Linked DNA regions of Mus musculus: all the other regions are linked to region 3. A link is a contact called in public HiChIP or PLAC-seq and promoter capture Hi-C data. All regions are on one chromosome and are shown on one strand. The core of a region is the stretch at or near the end of the contact, and the rest is flanking DNA. Distances in the headings are between cores, read along the strand shown. Region 1 holds the start of Fam183b (family with sequence similarity 183, member B). Region 2 holds the start of H2bu2 (H2B.U histone 2). Region 3 holds the start of Fam83g (family with sequence similarity 83, member G). Region 4 holds the start of 4933439C10Rik (RIKEN cDNA 4933439C10 gene).

Region 1 (2,700 bases), core at 24-2,523, 2.9 Mb before region 3:
GTATCTTGGGTATTCTGATCAAAGAAAACACATGGAGGGACTCGTGGTTCTAGCTGCATATGCAGCAGAGGATGGCCTAGTCGGTCATTAATGGGATGAGAGGCCCTTGGTCCTGTAAAGGTTCTATGCCCCAGTATAAGGGACTGCCAGGGCCAGGAAGCAGACGTGGGTGGGTGGGGAGCAGGGGGAAAGGGGGAAGGATAGGGGATTTATGGAGGGGAAATTAGGAAAGGGGATAGCATCTGAAATGTAAATAAAGAAAATATCTAAAAGAAAAGAAAAGAAAAGAAAAGAAAAGAAAAGAAAAGAAAAGAAAAGAAAAGAAAAGAAAAAAAGAAAAGGAAAGAAGGTGAATGGCCTAAATGGATAGAAGGTCTGTGTGTGCATTCTGACCTTTTACTGGGCTGTGCAGATGTTAATTGGGAGAAGTGTGGGATGGCGGTGACCAGCATGTGCAATGAGGTGAAGTGGTATCCGAATAACTGCTTACACAGGATGATTAAACCAGGCCAGCATTGCAGCAGAGGATGGGAGAGATTCACCCAGCTGCTCCAGAGAAGGCAGCTGGGAGGTGGTGGGACACATAAGTCTGTTTCAGGCCCAGAAGCATTTTCACAGAGCTCTGTGAAGTCCCAGAGGAGGGAAGCCATGGGAGGCCAGGGGGAGGGGTGACTTTGCTGGGGTCAGGGTGAGGAGGATGGTCAAGCTCTGCACCTGGTAGCCCACCACTTCTAAGTCTTAAGGAGGGCTGTAGCAAAAAAATCAAAGCAATAATAACAAACCATACAAAGACAAACCCCTTTGGGTATATTAGGAAGAGACCAAACTACTAACAAAAAGCAGACATTAAAAACCCTGGGCAATTGTTTGAAAAGCAAAACTACCCCATTAATCATCTCTCTTTATTCTACATCTAAAATGTTTAATTCTGGATGCATTTTAATGTATCTCTTGTGCCTGGGGTGACAAGGGGAGCGATTCCCTCAAAGCTTAGCTGTCTGAACTCTAAAGAGATAACCTGAGGCAGAGGACACGTGCTCTCCCACCCCTCCCAACCCTCTTGGGCCAGCTCACCCTTGCGCAGGGGATTCACGTGATACTGCGTGTACAGCTTCTGTGCCCGTAGCTCTTTGAGAAAGAGTTCCCGCAAGATCTGATTCTGGTGAACTTCATCCTGATTCTTCATCTGCCCCACACGTCCTGCCATGGCCATGTTTTTGCTCTGAGAAGTCAAGCTATCTGCCCTGCCCTTACCAGGAGAAAGGTCGTCTTCTACAGTTTCCAGGCAACGGATGTTCCTCTTGTGTTCAGGCCACAGCGTCCTTTCTGTCTCTAGGCAACAGCGCCCAGGCTCGGAGCACCACCTGCCCAGAAAGCCTTTCCCTGGCTTCTGTCCACTCCACCCCTCCCAGCTCTCAGGCTGCTGGTATCTATTAGGCCTCCTCCAATGTCCTCAGACCCAGATTCAGCCTCTGGATCTAGAGTCACCCCTGTGTCCTGTGCGCTGCTAGGAAAGAGCTGCCTTTCTTTGGACCACCCAGGAAGAAGAGGCTGAAACGTGCACCTCAGCATGACTGGTCGCTTCCTAGAGATGATTTGGGGAGGGGCCAGAGCCAATAGGTTTGAAAGTAGGTGCTCAGAATTAAAATAAACAAAAACCACCTCTAACACACACATGCACACTGGTGGGTGGGGAAACAGAAAGTAAAATAATCTGACTGGTACACGGAAACAAACAGGACCACTACCCTTCCTAACCTAAGTAATTTGACATCTTAATGATTTATTTCATTATTTTTACAACACTAGGGGTTGAACTCAGCGCTTCTGCATGCTGCGAAGCTGCTTCAGCCCTGAGCGCTATCTCCAGCCCTTCCCTTCTTATTTTAAGACAGGACCACACTAAGTTGCCCAGGCAGAGGTTGGACTTGCAATCCTCCTGCCTCCGCCTGCTGAGTTGCTGGGATAATAGGCCTGCCCCACCAGACCCAACTACTTTCAATGATTGGTTGTGGTAAAATGCACATCTTCTAAGATCTCCTGTCTTCGATATTCTCAAGCATCCGGTCCAGCTGCATGAAGTAGGGGCATAGTGTGAAACCCAGCTCTAAAACTCACCCTTAGGCAACTGTCCTCTGACACCCCACTCAACTGACAACCACCACCTTTCTTTTTATTCCTATGTTCAACCCCTAAGCATCTTCTATAACATGATTTATTTTTAAATAGCCATAAGTAACCTACAGTAGGGAAAGGATCCACCCTGGCTTTGATGAGCAGATAAACACAGATGCTAAAACGTGTGATCTTTTATCCATTCACTCATTTATGACCCAGAATGTTCGATGTGTGATAGACAGTATTGCACTCGTTAGGTGTGCGGCCATTGCTGCCCAATCCCCCACATCTATAGAAGACATCATAGTTTTTTTCTCTCGGCTTTTCTCCTCAGCCTGCTGGGCTCTTTGCCTCTTGGATACCCCACATTTATGTGAGCTCACATGCAATCGCTTTTCAAAAGCCTTAGCAGGCTGTAGAGTCCTTCTCTGTTGGTGCTTTATTGCAAACTTAGTTACTTCACTAAATGTACTTGTTTATGCCTAAGCTACCTAAGGTGAGACACATCCTCCTCCCGCCTCTCCCCTCCCCCCACCCTCACACCACATTCCCAGTCCCCAGCACAGTAGAGGCAGGTATGTG
Region 2 (2,849 bases), core at 129-2,628, 2.7 Mb before region 3:
CCCGTGTTGGGATTAAAGGTGTGGGCCACCATTGCCAGGCTCTACATCTTGTTTTGTTTTGTTTTGTTTTGTTTTGTTTTGTTTTGTTTTGTTTTGTTTTGTTTTGTTTTGTTTTGTTTTTACAGTGCTGCTTTGAAAGCATTTTCTCTTGCTGATAACCAGGAGTATGTTGTTGACAAATGAATTCATGATTCTGAGCATTGAGACATCCCAGGCACCAGCAGCCAGCTGAATAGGCTTCCAGGTTTGTTCTTTCACCAGGCATTGGTTGTGCATCTGCCAAGTGCCAAATTATCTTTCACCCCGCAGACACCTGAGCGACAGCCACATCTCTATGTGAGAGATTATAATTCTCTCTGTATTTCGGTGAGAGATAAAAAAAATGCATGTCGACGTGAATAGAGCTCATAGAAATTACGCACAAGTATGCACAGGGCACCTTGCCAGCCTCTTTACTTACATGAACTCACAGTATCTAAAAGGCATTACATCATCACATGAAGAAATGGAGATGCAAAGGACGTAGATTGCCTATCCCAGATATAGCAGCTAACTGACCTTCAGACCAGGATTTGTCAATCAGTAATATTCAGATCCTCACTCAGCGTATATTAAGGTAGGACATTAACAGTTTGCTTTTATAAAGCCAGCTCTCCAAGAGATGCTGAAATGTGAGCCATGAGAATATATAGCATTTTTTATTTTCTCTCAGTACCGTGCGGGGGCAGGGCAGGGCGGAGGGATGGTGTGCGTGAGCGCGCGCGCGCGAGAAATAGAGCGCTTCGTAACCTCCCTAACCTGCAGCGTCCTGTAATTATGGTACCCTTGCTTCAGCTCCAGACGTGATGGGCGTCCCAAGTATCATACCTTTCTCCAAATGAAAGTCTACCCAGTCACACACTTCCAGTAAAACAACCTTAGTTTGCTTTCAGATTTCCCAATTAACTGTTGGAATTTGGTCATGAATCCTCATAGAAATGATGGAGACTGACTAGAAACAAATGGAAGTCAGAAGCTGTCATTTCCTCCTCTAAGCAGGCAACAAGCTTCTCCCTCATTAGCTGAGGGTGAGAAAGAAATGGCTGGCGATTTAGCTCAACAAGGATCAGACCCAGCCGCAACGTTCCTTCACAGCCCGATGCACAGCCGGGGAAGACGCTAAATCGTACCCGTTGAAACAAAGGGTTCAGACAAAGATAAGACACCTGAGCTTGCTCTGCCAATACACTTTCGGATTGGTTGGGATACTGTCCAATAGGAAAGAAGAAGCGGGGTAACCTAGTTACAACATTTTATATTTGTCCAATCAGATAAGAGTACTTTGGAGCCTTCATTTAAATATAAAGATGACAAATAACCCTGCCTTCACCGTTTGCTTGTTCGTCTGGGTGCAGCCAGTGCAGCAGGATGCCGGAGCCTTCCCGCTCCACTCCCGCCCCGAAGAAAGGCTCCAAGAAAGCCATCACCAAGGCTCAGAAAAAGGATGGCAAGAAACGCAAACGGGGCCGCAAGGAGAGCTACTCCATCTACGTGTACAAGGTGCTGAAGCAGGTGCATCCGGACACCGGCATCTCGTCCAAGGCCATGGGCATCATGAACTCGTTCGTCAATGACATCTTCGAGCGCATCGCCAGCGAGGCCTCCCGCCTGGCGCATTACAACAAGCGCTCGACCATCACGTCCCGCGAGGTGCAGACGGCCGTGCGCCTGCTGCTGCCCGGGGAGCTGGCCAAGCATGCCGTGTCCGAGGGCACCAAGGCAGTCACCAAATACACCAGCTCCAAGTGAGGCGCGGCGAGAGCGCCCCCAACCCAAAGGCTCTTTTCAGAGCCACCTTCCAAGCTCAAAAAAGGAGCGTGCTACCTGAATAAGATTGTCATTCACTTGATGAACATTGGGATGGGCCGGGGGGGAGGGGGGTGTTGTACTGGACCTTGGGATCCTGAGATAATACCTCTTGTTCATAATGGTATTAATAAATTTGGTTCAATTTTGGCCACAGAGAGCGTAGTTTAATAGATGGCTCCTGGGGAAATTTGGTATGGATTGCGCGGTGGGAGGGAGGGTGGGAGGGAGGCTGTGTCAGCAACAAGATTTCTCTCCATTCCCCTCCCCCTGCAGAGTGCTGTGTGAGGCTCAGAGTGCTGCGCTCAGCGCTGATGCTGTTGGAGCCATCTTGCTCTATCCCCTTGCCAGAATTAAAATCTTCTGGCCAGAAACAGTTTAAGCAGGTTTTCTACTGTATTCTGCTCAAAATGCCTAACAGTGGGCTGCACAGCTCCTGTTCTCCAACCTGATCTAATTAAGCAACAATCCCGCCGGTGAAGATTCTGGTATTTTATCCGTAGAAGTATTTAAACAATGAAAGGTCTTTTTGTTTCATCTCAATGTATGCGTATGTATGAGAGTATCTGTCATATAAATGTGTGAATATATTAACAGAGCTCTAGTAAATGGTGAAACATCCTTTAAAATTAATTAGACCCCTTAAAATAACAAAAGGCTACGTACGTTGTATTCAGTGTAGGTTGCATTAAATGAATGAGGCTTGCAAGAATAGTACAAACTATTCGTCCTCTAAAAATCAAAGATCAGTGGTTCTTCACTGCATGTCGGAGAAGCCCATCTTCCATGAACTATTTGCCCCGGGTTCCGATTACACAGTGGTTTCACTGGTGAACAATGGCGGTCTTCCTCCTCACACCACCTCCAGCGACAGCCACTCACTTGTCAACATTTAACCTCTTACTGTCTCATACACGAAAGGCGAGTCTTTCTATTGGTAATTTCTTCTTAAAGAGACAGTTTTTTCCACTCGCTCAAAATTCTTGGTTGGTTCCCTAATAATT
Region 3 (2,700 bases), core at 162-2,661:
CACTCTTTACAGCTTCTTGTGACTTGAGTGGAGCAGATGAGCCTTCCAGCCAGAGGGCCAGGTTCCTTAATGAAGCCGGGAACTCCACAGTGGTAAGAACAAGAGAATAAACTGAGGGTCAGCACATCTTTGTTGAGGGTACAAGACTCACACTCATCACTGCCCCTCTCTGCTCCTTGGGAATGGGAGGTAAGGAGGTGACTCAGGTGCCCGAGGTGGGCAAGAGTGCCAAGCAAGAGCAGGTATGAACCACAGTGTTCACCCAGTGTAAGGCCTGATGAGGACTTTGAGGCTAGAGGTGAAGGGTTTGAGTCTGGGGATCAGTGGTGAGGACTCCAAGGATGCTAACTAGGCTTTGAAGCTTTGAAAGCAGTGAATGCAGGGCAAGGAGGCCTTACTGGAAAATGAACAGTGAGGACATGTCTGGAGGGTACAATGTTGCCATTAGCTTGTCCTCATTAGGTTAAGGCCAGGGTCCACTGGGACTCAAACCAGCTCTATCCTGACCCAGAGATGGTAAGTAGGCTAGAAAGACAGGGCAGTATTGGCCTGGTGTCCTGAAACAAGAAGCTTCAGGAAGGAGCCCTTTGCCAAACTGCACCTGACATCCTGCCCTCAGATAAGGACCTAATGGTCTCCATCACTGGGGAACAGCCAAGAGCTGCGTTTGAGCACAGCTTGGTTCTCTCTACCCTTTTCTGGCGCAGGGTTCAGGCATGTGAGGTGCACCAGGTTCTGCTAGGTGGGATCCCAGCAAGCAGTTGGGCTCAGGACTAATCTGTATCTGGTCTGTGCACATGGAGAGCAAGAGTGTGGAAGCAGTTGGAGCTGGAGCTGGGCCTCGGCCCACGACCCAACCTTCAGTCTACAACTGGACAGCTGAGCATCCCACCCGCAAGACAGAACCGGGCCAGAGATGGACCAGGATCGCCAGCGGGACTGGGGGGCAGAGGAAGACTTCCACGAGGCTTAGAGGCAGCAAATTGTCCAGCCTTGCGCCGTCTGAGGAGATGAATCAGCTTCCGGCTCCGCCCCCGGGGCCGCACGTGACCCCAGGTGAGGGTGGCAGGGTGGGCGGGACCGCCCTTAGTCACCGGCGGTCCAGCCCGGTGCCACCACCAACGCCTGTGGTTCCTCGGGTCGTCCGGTCTGCACGGCGCCACCTGCTTGGTAAGCAAGTCCCTCCTCCGGGTTTGCGAGCCTCACTTGGGCTGGCGTCCCGGCTCTTACTCCGGACTGGGGCGAGGGTCCCCGTCAGCCCCAGCTTATTCCCAGGATTCCGAGAACCTCAGGCGGATCCCAAGACAGAGGCAGAGGACAACCGCGGCCCTGGACGGCTCTGGCTAACCTCGCCACGCCTCGCTCCGCCCACACACTACCCGCCACGCCCCTTCCTTCGCCACGCCCCCGCCCGCCCTCTGACCCCGACCGCGGTCTTTTGCTGATTCCCTCAGGTGCGGTTCTCAGAGGCGCCGAGGCCCCGGAGCCTGAGAGCGCGGTGCCCGTCGGGCCGCGTTCCCACAGCGAGGGCCACCATGGCCTTCTCCCAGGTGCAGTGTCTGGACGACAACCACGTGAACTGGCGATCCAGCGAGTCGAAGCCCGAGTTCTTCTACAGCGAGGAGCAGAGGCTGGCCCTGGAGGCCCTGGTGGCCCGGGGTCGCGACGCCTTCTACGAGGTGCTGAAGCGCGAGAACATCCGCGACTTTCTTTCGGAGCTGGAGCTTTCGCGTATCGTGGAGGCCATCGAGGTGTACGACCCGGGCTCTGAGGACCCGCGGGTCTCGGGCCGCCGCCCCGAACCCCAGGACAACGGAGGCGCGGATGCCAGCGAGGAGACCAGTGCGGCGGGCGGGCCCCCAGCCACGGAGACGCTGCCCTCGCTGGAGTATTGGCCCCAGAAGTCGGACCGCTCCATCCCGCAGCTGGACCTGGGCTGGCCTGACACCATTGCCTACCGAGGTGTGACCCGGGCCAGCGTCTACATGCAGCCACCCATCGACGGGCAGCCGCACATCAAGGAAGTGGTGCGCAAGATGGTCAGCCAGGCGCAGAAGGTGAGGCGCCACGGCGAGACCCCCATTCACCCAGCACGCATGGGCACCGAGACAGCCCCTGGACCTCTGACTGGCCTCTCGGTTGCCTCCTCCGGTGATCAGAAGCTGAATGTCCACTCCCTCTAGCAGGTGGCACTGGGCTTCCAGGCTGAGTGGGCTTCTGTGCCCTCCTGGAGTGTTTCTGAGTTCCCCAAATGCAAACCATGAGCTGTGTGGGAGGAATGCGGCCTTTCTCTCACCCACTCTCCCTTATCTCGTCTCAGACCCAGGAGCAGATAGAAGCTTGCACACATACATGAGCTTGCTGGCAGGGGTCTCGGGAGAGACGTGGAGGCTGGTCTGGAGCCCTGAGGAAATCTGCCTGCTTCCTAGCTGTGCTGTGTGGCTGGTGGTGGTTCTCCAAGCTTTTCTCTGAGTGCTACAGTAGCAGCAGCTGTCCAGGCCAGAGCAGGTGGTACCTATTGAAGGTTTTCACCAGTGGAAGAGGTGAGGGTATTTACTTAGGTTGTGGTTTGCCATCAAGAGGCTCTTCAGGCCTTGTGTGGATTCCCTTAGCTGACAGCCGTTGACTGGGCTGCACAGTGCCCGGCTTTGGGTGACTGCTCCATACTGACACACACACATCTTGAGAAGCTGTGTACAA
Region 4 (2,711 bases), core at 91-2,590, 2.2 Mb before region 3:
CTCTGCCAGGGACAGAAACTTTCACTCTGTGCTGGCAAGGACAAAAACTCCCAGGTACAGAAGGAACTCAGAGCGTTAAAGTAAGACTTGTATTTAAAACCACCAATGCTAGGCCTGGGGGTACAGCTCAGTGTCAGAGTTGCAGCTAAGACTGTGCCTCTTCCCCATACAGTGCTTTATGACAAGCCTTACACGCACCTGGTCCAACACAGGGGCTGCAGAAGCAGCTGAGTGGTTGGTTGAGAGTACACACTACTTTTCCCTCTGTCCACAAAGTCCTGTAAGTGTTTCCCACACCCTCTTCGAGCCTCCATGGGCACCGCACCCAAGGGCATAGACTCACACAAAGATATCTACACAGGTATACATGTTATTAAAAATTTAAATCTCAAAAAAAATTTTTAAGTTCTTGTTATATAGTTAAGTGTGCAGGTGCGTGCATAAGTGTGTGTGTGTGTGTGTGTGTGAGTAAAAGGGGCTGGAGGGAAGGGAAGGGGGTAGTTATGTAATTATATTTTAGTACCTAAAAATGTGGCTAAAAAAAAAAAAGCTACTAGTGTTCCGTCTGAGCCTATCCCTTGTTTTCTCCAGATTCTCCTTAAGGCAGTGGTACACATAGTGACATTGTGGCCCTTCCTGGTCATGAGAGAGGAGGCAGTCACCGCCAGGCTTTCAGCCCGACTATCACATACACAATCCAGCAAACACACCAGGGGCACAGTATATCACGGTCTCTCCACTTGACCCACACTTTGGAACACTCGGAGAAAAGGTAAACGGAGTCACCGAGTTGGGCTCTCGGGATTCCGGAAAAGCCCAGGCAGGGCCGCTCACTGCCTGGCCCTTTACACCCTCACCTGGAAGAGACTCCCAGCGGGGCAGCACCACTTTGCTGGAAGACAAGCGATACCAGAAAGCCACCAAGCAACCGAATAACAACCTGGAACCTCAACTTTTCTGTATTCCTCTGATTGCCGAAGTAAAGGCAGACACCCGACGCGAGCTTCTGAAAGCAACAGGCTGTGAACCTCGACTACTCTCACGTCTTACTCCCGTATTAAGAACCCAATCCGGGCCCCGCCCGCTCTCTCCTGCTTCCTCCGCCCACTGTCTCCCACCTGCTGGGCCCTGAATGGCTCAGGTCTACACTTAGGATAGTGTGTCCAGGGTCCCACCCTCAGCACCCGGTTCTGCTGGGGGACTGCTCTCAAAGAGCCCTAGGCCAGACAAGCGTGTGCCTCTTTGTCACTCTGGCACCTGGCGCGCAGGAGCCTCGGGAGCGGAAGCTTTATGAATGAACTACCGTTAGGGAGGGGAGGGCTCCCGCAGGGGCGGGGCTTGCCCAAAGCAGTTATTGAAGGCGCAGGATCCCAGGGAAGGAATGAAGAGCAGGAGGAGGAGGAAGAGGAGGGTGTTTTAGGCCAGGAGAACTATGGGGTTTCTGTCGCTTCCACTCTTTCAGATTTGCTGGCTCTTTCCTTCGAAGCCCGGGACAGCAGGCGAGCAGATCCTCACCTTCCAGCTCGGTCTCTCTGGTGTTTTGGCAGAGGCGGCTCCAATGCATGGGCCAGACTCGGTCCCTGGCCAGGCCAACCCTGTCTCGGGATCCTCTAGAATGCATCAGCTGGGCTTGGGAGCGAAGGGAGACGCCTGGAAGAGAATTGTATTGCTTCATCCCCGAGGGCACCTATGAGGACGCGGCTCTGGGAGCAGGGATCTGGGCCCGGACGCGGGAAGAGGAGAACAGGGAGCAGGACCCAGGCGCGGGCTGGGGATCAGAGCGCGGGAAGTGGGGAGCGGGTTCCGGGTTCAGACAGCGGGGCATGGGAAGCCGGGCCACAGTATACTCACCGCTGCGCAGCGTCCCGGTTGGCGGGCCGCGTAGGCCGGGCCGCCGCGGAAAGGAAAGGCCGGAGCCCTCCGGCTCCCTCCCCTGGGACACTTCCTGCACCGCTCTAGGACCGAGGAGGTCTCCTCATCTCAGTGGTTCGCTTCCCCGCCTCCTGGCCGAGGTGTACGCGGGGGGGTGACATCCGACACCCCCGGCCCGCCTGGACCGCCCCGCCCCGCCCCGCTCCGTGCTCTCCCGGCCTGGGCCCGGGGCCCGGGCTTTAGCTTTGTGGGCCTTCCTAGCGGGCTCGGGATGCGCGCGCGCGCCCCGGCGGGACCCGGGCGCTGGGGGCCAGTTCGCGCGGCCACCAGCCAGGGAGGCCGGCTTGGGGCTTTGCTCTTCTCTGCTCCTCTTGTGTGGGCGCAGGGAAGGGCTGGTCTGGCGGCGCTGGCGAAATGCCAGAATTGGGAGGAGGAGGGATGAGGTGTAAGGGGATCTCCCAGTGACCATTTGCATCCCGTGTGTGCTGTTGTGCCCCAATCCCTTCCAGCCGCAATTCCATTTCAAAGCCAACGCTGCCAGAGCCACCCAAATCGGTAGGACTGGAGAAATGCAGACCCAGCGATCCACGGTGCTCGCCGAAGCAGCGGCCCGCGGCTTCGTGGCATGGAGATGATCTACGATTTCTCTGTTTAAGGAAGACTGTAGCACTCTGGGTCCCTCTGAGCACCAGGATAGTCCTGGTGAGTACGGAGAGAGAAGGTTGCCAATCCTGAGAGTATGAGTTGGGGAGCTTGTCGCTGGCTTAATGCATAAACACAGGACAGAGTGACTTAAGTCACGGAGAGTGAGAGGTGACCAAGAACTAGGGCATTGGAAC

The links. Promoter capture Hi-C pulls out the DNA fragments that hold promoters and counts their contacts. HiChIP or PLAC-seq counts read pairs in DNA pulled down with a chosen protein or histone mark.
Region 1: a promoter capture Hi-C map of liver shows a contact between it and region 3, with 2.7 times the contacts expected there. The contact joins the promoter of Fam183b here to the promoter of Fam83g in region 3.
Region 2: a promoter capture Hi-C map of liver shows a contact between it and region 3, with 2.4 times the contacts expected there. The contact joins the promoter of H2bu2 here to the promoter of Fam83g in region 3.
Region 4: an H3K27ac HiChIP or PLAC-seq map of embryonic stem cells shows a contact between it and region 3, with 16 times the contacts expected there. The contact joins the promoter of 4933439C10Rik here to the promoter of Fam83g in region 3. A contact is called at or near these places in 1 of 39 promoter capture datasets (liver) and 1 of 115 datasets of contacts at active chromatin or transcription factors (embryonic stem cells).

The regions. Positions count from the first base shown.
Region 1 is chr11:58,800,687-58,803,386 of GRCm38.p6, forward strand. Fam183b (family with sequence similarity 183, member B) reads right to left here and starts at 1,274. Exons shown (of 4, transcript NM_029283.3): 1 at 1,075-1,274. The coding sequence starts at 1,207.
Region 2 is chr11:58,947,533-58,950,381 of GRCm38.p6, forward strand. H2bu2 (H2B.U histone 2) reads left to right here and starts at 1,379. Exons shown (of 1, transcript NM_030082.4): 1 at 1,379-1,840. The coding sequence starts at 1,408. The coding sequence ends at 1,788. It overlaps Gm51864 (a long non-coding RNA gene), which reads right to left. Exons shown (of 2, transcript XR_003949558.1): 1 at 2,512-2,849.
Region 3 is chr11:61,682,999-61,685,698 of GRCm38.p6, forward strand. Fam83g (family with sequence similarity 83, member G) reads left to right here and starts at 1,412. Exons shown (of 5, transcript NM_178618.3): 1 at 1,412-2,057. The coding sequence starts at 1,536. All of the region lies in intron 9 of Slc5a10 (solute carrier family 5 (sodium/glucose cotransporter), member 10), which reads right to left.
Region 4 is chr11:59,504,313-59,507,023 of GRCm38.p6, forward strand. It overlaps 4933439C10Rik (RIKEN cDNA 4933439C10 gene), which reads left to right and starts at 1,341. Exons shown (of 5, transcript NR_015585.3): 1 at 1,341-2,574. It overlaps Zkscan17 (zinc finger with KRAB and SCAN domains 17), which reads right to left and starts at 2,328. Exons shown (of 10, transcript NM_172941.4): 1 at 1,852-2,328; 2 at 1,516-1,650.